Linked DNA regions of Mus musculus: region 2 is linked to region 1. A link is a contact called in public promoter capture Hi-C data. All regions are on one chromosome and are shown on one strand. Each heading gives the region's core, a stretch centred on a gene start, on an enhancer-like site or on the middle of the called end of the contact. The rest is flanking DNA. Distances are from core to core; before and after follow the strand shown. Region 1 overlaps Clstn2 (calsyntenin 2). Region 2 has its middle 52 kb from the start of Nmnat3.

Region 1 (2,986 bases), core at 132-2,631:
TGTCTCAAGGAATCCTGAGTGTATTCAAGTAGATTTAAGCAAATTCTGTAAGTCTGACTAAGGCCCCAAGTCACACAGGTACAAAGGACTATGATTGCTGTGGCAGAACTTTCTGAGAACTTTATTGAATTAACCATTCATTTTGACCACTCACAGTTTAGACCAAATTTTCTGACCTTAACAAGAGAGTTTGTCTCAAGGGACACCCACCAAGTCTCCATGGAGATAACCACTGTTAGAAAAACAGCGCCCCCTTCCCGTGTACCAGAGATCAGCAAACCATCTATAGAGATCCAGAGAGGAAAGAAAGCCTTAGGGTTGTGCAGGGCCATTTGTTCTCAATGTTACTCTTCTAAACCCTGCCTGGTGCCATGGAAGCAGATTCATACAGTGCCCAAGCAAAGGAACACTCCAGTTAGTCCCGCCATCTACTTTCCAGTAAAACTAATCTATGAGACTGAAGGGAAAAAGGGGCTACTTGAATTCATTGAATTTTCATGTCATAAACTTTTTACTCTCTTATTTCTCATTTTCTACTCAAAACTTAGCCTGCTAGACATCTAGAAAGCTAGCCACTAGGCAGATCCATGTGAGGCTGACTCTCACCCTCAATACATAAAAAGCATCCATCCCTCCCCCATCCCTCTACCCCAAAGAAAACACCCAACAGCTCCCTAGTGGTCATTGCCTTGAATTGAACAGCTGGAAAACTCTGGGTTCTTTCATTAAAGCTCTCTTAGAAGTTCACAGGAGACTGGAGAAAACGCAAAAGAAACCGGTAAATGAGCAACCAAAATCCCACTTGTTATTTCTGAATTGAAGAAATCAGACAAATATTCCTAAGGGTTGGATGCCTAGACCCAGAGACCTGGGTAATCACTGAGCACAGGGGCTTCCTCCTCTGCTGTGGCAAGTGCTAACTCCCCAGGCTAAGCACCTTCCTGGCAGGGCTCAGTCCATAATGATTTCTAAGCAGGAGTGTTCATTATCTGGGACTGATTTTCATTTCAGCCCTGTTCATGTCTTCGCTCTAAAAATGATCCTAAAGACTTGTGGCTGTTCAAATCAATAGCAACACAATCAGCAGAAAGCCCTACCCAGCAACACTTCAAAATTAACAGCCTCCTTGCCTCTATGACTCAATATTAGCTGCAAAGAAAAGAGTGCTTTTTCTTAATCATCTCCCCATTTAAATTAACCAGATAGGCTTTGCAAAAAAAAGTGAGCGAATAAGTCTAACTCTTTAGAAAAGTGGGTGATGTTCACGGAACATATGGCCTCTGGAGGATCCCCAAAGCCTCCTGCAATATGCTCAGCCAGGTTCCAATGTTGCAGGCTTCTCTATCTGTGCCAGACATTTATCGAGGCTGACAAGCCAAAGCCCTTGGCACGGTTTAATTTTCATGTCACCACGTTCCGTTGTCCAGCTGGAGGCAAAGGGAATGAGCAGTGTAAGTTTCCAAGTCAACTCCAGGACCTTCACTTGCCTGTCTTTATTTGTTTTACTTTATACGTTTACCCTGTATTAGCTCCCTTCTGACACTGGTTGGAAAGGGGAAGCTGGTGTTTTCCGGGAGCTACAAATTAGGAGCTAAGCTTGACTTTGTCCCATGGTAACAAAGAGAGACAGAAGTTATCTCCATGAGCATGCCAGAGAGCGATTGCATTGAGTCACTAGGCAGATGGAAGTCTCTGTTTGCACCTATGTTCCATAAATTCAGCAAGTCCTCACCAAGCACCCGTGTGTGCTTGATTCTAAGCCAAGGAACAGGAGAGAGAGGATGAACTAGAGAGAAGCCTCCTCCGCTCTTGTAGTGTCAGAGGGTTCCACACGCAGGACTGCCGGGGGGAAAGTTTAAGATGCAGTCATCTAGTTTAAGTCAGATGGTAGGGATGATCCTAGGGATGCTGAAGGGCCTCCATGAGCAGAGAGAGCTCCAGGAAAGTGAGCAACATGCTCCGAAATTCTCCTTCGTTATCATGGCTCGGGTCATGTGTAGAGGAAAGCCTTTCCCTTTATAGAGAAATAATTTGGCTGATGGCTGAGAGTTGGTGAAGCTGAGATGGAGGTAGTCCTCAAATAGAAGCAGTAGGCAGGCAGACCAGGAAAATTATGAACAGTGGTTTAAATGGGTTCAAGAGGCTTACAGCCCCCCTGATGGCTGAGAGTTGGTGAAGCTAAGACAGAGGTAGTCCTCAAAAAGAAGGAGTAGGTAAGTAGACCAGGAAAATTATGAACAGTGCTTTAAGTGGGTCCAGGGGGCTTCCAGCCAAAGCCCAGGGTCTGGCCCGCCTGATGCAAGGTTCACACATGAAGGACTGAGCTCTGGCTGGGTGATCCGCAGGGCAGCTGCAGCCGCAGTCTCAGCAGCACTCCGGAAACTAGTAAGGCACACTCTACAAGTGAGGCTTCAGCAAGCTGCACTCTGAGAACAAAGCTTAGGAAGGCCAGGGTTTCAGCGCTGTCTCTGTGGAGGCCAGCCTGTGCTGGCACTTGGAGGAGGGAGAATGGCAAATGCCGTCACAATTCAGACACTAAGTTAGATGGGTAATGGACTGCTTCTCTTGGAAGGACAGTATCCCGTGTTGCTAAAAGTAGGAGAAAGAGAAAAAGGAAAAGAAAAGTCAAAGCTGCAGCTTCATCTACAGTGGGAATCTCATTCCTATAGTCCATATAGGTACTGGGTTCCCACCATTTTCCCTTCCTGACGTATGGCATAAGATCTATGTTGTAAGCACCATAAGCCTTCAGCTGGAACTTCTTGTATTTTGTCAGTCATTGTGCCTATGACCTAAGTCAAGTCTCATACTAGGATCTCAAGGTCAAGGTCAAGGTCAGAGGGCAGGGCATAGAAGAGGAACCGATAGAACATAAGCCAGGAGAACCAGTCATAGTGAGGTTCTACAAACCCAGCCCCCCACCCCGGGTTTTGCTCAGAAACATGTCACCCCTGACAGCCTCTTTTCACTGAGCCCCCTAAGTTCT
Region 2 (3,206 bases), core at 26-2,525, 790 kb before region 1:
GGAAAGACCACTGGGACACATGTCACTCTCATCTATCACATGAGTGCAAATTGCATTCGGTCTGAAACCTTGCTCTTAGAAACAAATGGCAGGGATTATTGTTTGGATAACACTAAACAATCAACCAGATGTTTCCAAATCTCCTGCCTCAAGGTCCAGGCTATTGTGATGTTTACATTTCATCTTACCAGGTCCTGTGGATCTGAATAAATGCATTCTGGAGAAGTTTTGAACAAACACTGAAGATGCCAGAAACCCTGGCTGTTGGCCCAGACAGAGCCCAGCAGAGGTGGGGTTTGTGCTGGATCCACACGGTTGTTTCCTTATTAAATTCAAACATTCGTTGAGGACATTGAAGTGAATTTTTTACCAAAATCCAAACCAGACTTGAAATTGGAAAAATAATAAGACAGGTATATTTTTGATAATACTGTAGCTTTTGGGGTACTCTTTAGGGCTTTAAATAGGGATTATTGAGAAAGCGCTGCAGAGTCTACTGAGAATTCATTCCATTCCTGGTTTCTTGAGCTCCTGTTCCCAAGGGTCAGTGGGCAGCAAGCTATAATTACCCTGCAAGTGGTTTTAATGAAACAGGAGGGAATTCTGAAATCTGAGGTTGGACAGAATAGGCGCCCATCTTCACTTGGGTGTGGTTCACAAATCAAGCTATCTCTAGATGAAAACAGTCTTGAGAATTTCGGAGAGATGAGATTTCCTGAAGATGGAAATAGATGTTAACTATTTTAAACAGCATGTAACCCTGACCCTAAAGACCCCCTCTTCCCCACCTGTCCACTCTTTATGTGCTTAGGCTTCTGAGACAGAGATATCAAGGGTGTTTTCCATGTTACTTGGGCAAGCTTCTCTGTGAGGAAACATTCTGAGTCTAACAGGCGTCCTCCCTTTATCTGTCTCTGTCTCCACCTCTGCCTCTCTGTGTGTCTCTCTCTGTCTGTTTCTCTCTCTGTCTTCTTCTTTGTGTCTGTCTGCCCGTCTTTCTGTCTGTCTGTCTCTCTGTGGTGTGTGTTAGACAGGAAGTGTGTTTGCGGAGGTGGCACTCATGTGATCACTCTAATCAAAACCATCCCCAGGTCCCCTCAGCCTCTTGACTCTCCTACAATGAGACTGATCAGATTAACTTTGTCACTGGGGCTCTAGGAAGAGATGGCAGAGCAAACAGATATTGTAGCCTGGCTTTCTAGTCTGCAGTGCCCTCCCGTAGGCCTGCTCCATCTGGAACTGACACTGGCCAGGCTGCATTTTCCCCAGAACCAGCAGAGGGAGCAGGGAACAGAAGCCAAGCTCCTCCAAAGGCCTCAGATGGAGCATTAGCAATTCTGCTCCCCATCTGTTTCTGTCTGATTCTGATATCAAACAAGTAAGGAAGGCCCCTCCTTAAATCTGTAGGTGGATTTATGTCCTGATCAGAGGACTTCAGTCTCCCTTGGACTCCACACTTCGAGTAGTGATCTTCCTACAAAATTCCTGTGAAGAACAATCTGGTGCCCAGGTCCTTATTGTGAGTCCCCCACATAACGAAGACATCTAGGGAGGAAGGTGACCTCTCAAGACAGTGACTATTGATGGGAATGGTTTCAAGGACCAATCTGAACAGAGCCAGGTGGGAGAGACTCGGGTGCTTACCAGAAGAATAAGTTAGATAATAGGATGGACCTTTTGGCTGTTAAGGGGAGCCAGCATGGGGAGGGCTTGTGAAAATGCTAGAGAGAAAAATCTCCTTTTTATGGTCATCTGCTTTCTTTCTGGTTATGGTATAATCTATAGTGGAGATGTACAGTGGACACAAATTGTAAGCACATTGTTGAGGCTACTGACTGAGGGACACCCACATGTGGCCACCCAGACCAAGACACTGAGCATTTCTAGCTAAGCCCCAACTTCCTTTGTGTCACTTCCCAGCTAGAATCCAGTGTCCCCAGGCCATTACCATTCTGACTTCTGCCACTGTTGATGTTTTGCCAGCTGCTGAATTCATTGGCATGCTCACTTTTGAGTTTGGCTGTCAGTGTTGTGTTGAGTACTAATGGCTCCTTCTTTCTTGATGCTGGATAGCACGCCACAGTGCAGGGCAAGTGGAGGGGGCCACCAGCCAGAAGAATTGGTAACATTGAAGCAAGTCAAAAACCCCAGTAAATCTCATAACTGAGAACGCCAGGCCTTGGAATCAGCTCCCAGCCAGGTTCTGCCTGTCCTGGAACACATAACCACAACACTCCACCAAGAGGACCTTGCCAACTGGTCACGTAACAAAAAAACCTAGAGTTCTCCATGCTAATGAGGTATCTAGATAGGTGGTTAGTCAATGAGCTTCCCTTCCTGGGCATTCCTTCCTGCAAAGTGTATTTAATCCCTGCTTCACCCTGAGTAAGATGTATGCATTCGCATCTGCCATCAAATAAAACAGTTTGGACAAGCAAGGACCTTCTCCTTCATCAAGGATAGCCACAGGGGGAGGCCTTTGTCATAAAGAGCTGCACATAATCTTCCACAGAAGGCCTTCTCTCTTCCAGCCACTCAATGCTTTCTGTACTCACTCAGAGCCAAACCAGACTCTGCCCCATCCCAGACTCAGCCATCCCGCTTCTTGCCTGGCACATACGGGAAACAATTTTTCCTCCTACAAACAGTGAGGGCTTGTGTTACATCTTTCTATTTAAAGGTCACAGTCCTCCATGTCTGGACAGCTCTTGAGCTCAGTACAAGATGGAAGACTGCCTTTTTTGGGGGGAATGAGGGTACTTCCTCTTCTCTGCTTGATCTTGGGAGCCTGACCCCAATATTCTCTACCTGCAGAATGTCACTTTAGCCTTGGTGAGGTCACAGGTTCAGCTTCCTTTCTCCCAATTAGAATCTGTTCAGCAAACGCTTGGAATTCCTGAAATGGCTCTCCATGCAAATGAGGCACTCTTCTATTCCCTAAGCTGTGGGCAATGATACTTATCCGCCATGGAAATCCCTAGCTGATTCTTCCAATCTCTACGGCTCTTGAACCTGGAATGAAGTCCAGCTGCCTCTCTGAAGCTGATCCTGGTAGTCCATCATTTTTGCCCCTACTCATGGGACCATCTGAACCTGGTCCTTGAACTCTGCTCCCATTTTTTTTTTTTTTTTTTTTTTTTTTGTGGGCCAGTGGCCAATGGTCCCTGGGGAGAAGGGAGGACACAAGGTTGTGCTGGAGAACTTTG

Evidence for each region. Promoter capture Hi-C pulls out the DNA fragments that hold promoters and counts their contacts.
Region 2: a promoter capture Hi-C map of hippocampal neurons shows a contact between it and region 1, with 3 times the contacts expected there. The contact joins two enhancer-like sites. A contact is called at or near these places in 5 of 39 promoter capture datasets (embryonic stem cells, hippocampal neurons, liver and 2 more) and 1 of 484 Hi-C or Micro-C datasets (cerebral cortex).

Annotation. Positions count from the first base shown.
Region 1 is chr9:97,448,231-97,451,216 of GRCm38.p6, reverse strand. All of the region lies in intron 17 of Clstn2 (calsyntenin 2), which reads left to right. Among named protein-coding and RNA genes, the nearest start is that of Gm25607, 10 kb to the right of the region's middle. Within about 2 kb of position 1,381, at least 9 of the 459 cell types and tissues checked have an H3K27ac peak or open chromatin away from gene starts, as enhancers often do. A contact at or near this core is called in hippocampal neurons, where this site is marked.
Region 2 is chr9:98,242,485-98,245,690 of GRCm38.p6, reverse strand. No RefSeq gene overlaps it. Among named protein-coding and RNA genes, the nearest start is that of Nmnat3, 52 kb to the left of the region's middle. Within about 2 kb of position 1,275, at least 4 of the 459 cell types and tissues checked have an H3K27ac peak or open chromatin away from gene starts, as enhancers often do. A contact at or near this core is called in hippocampal neurons, where this site is marked.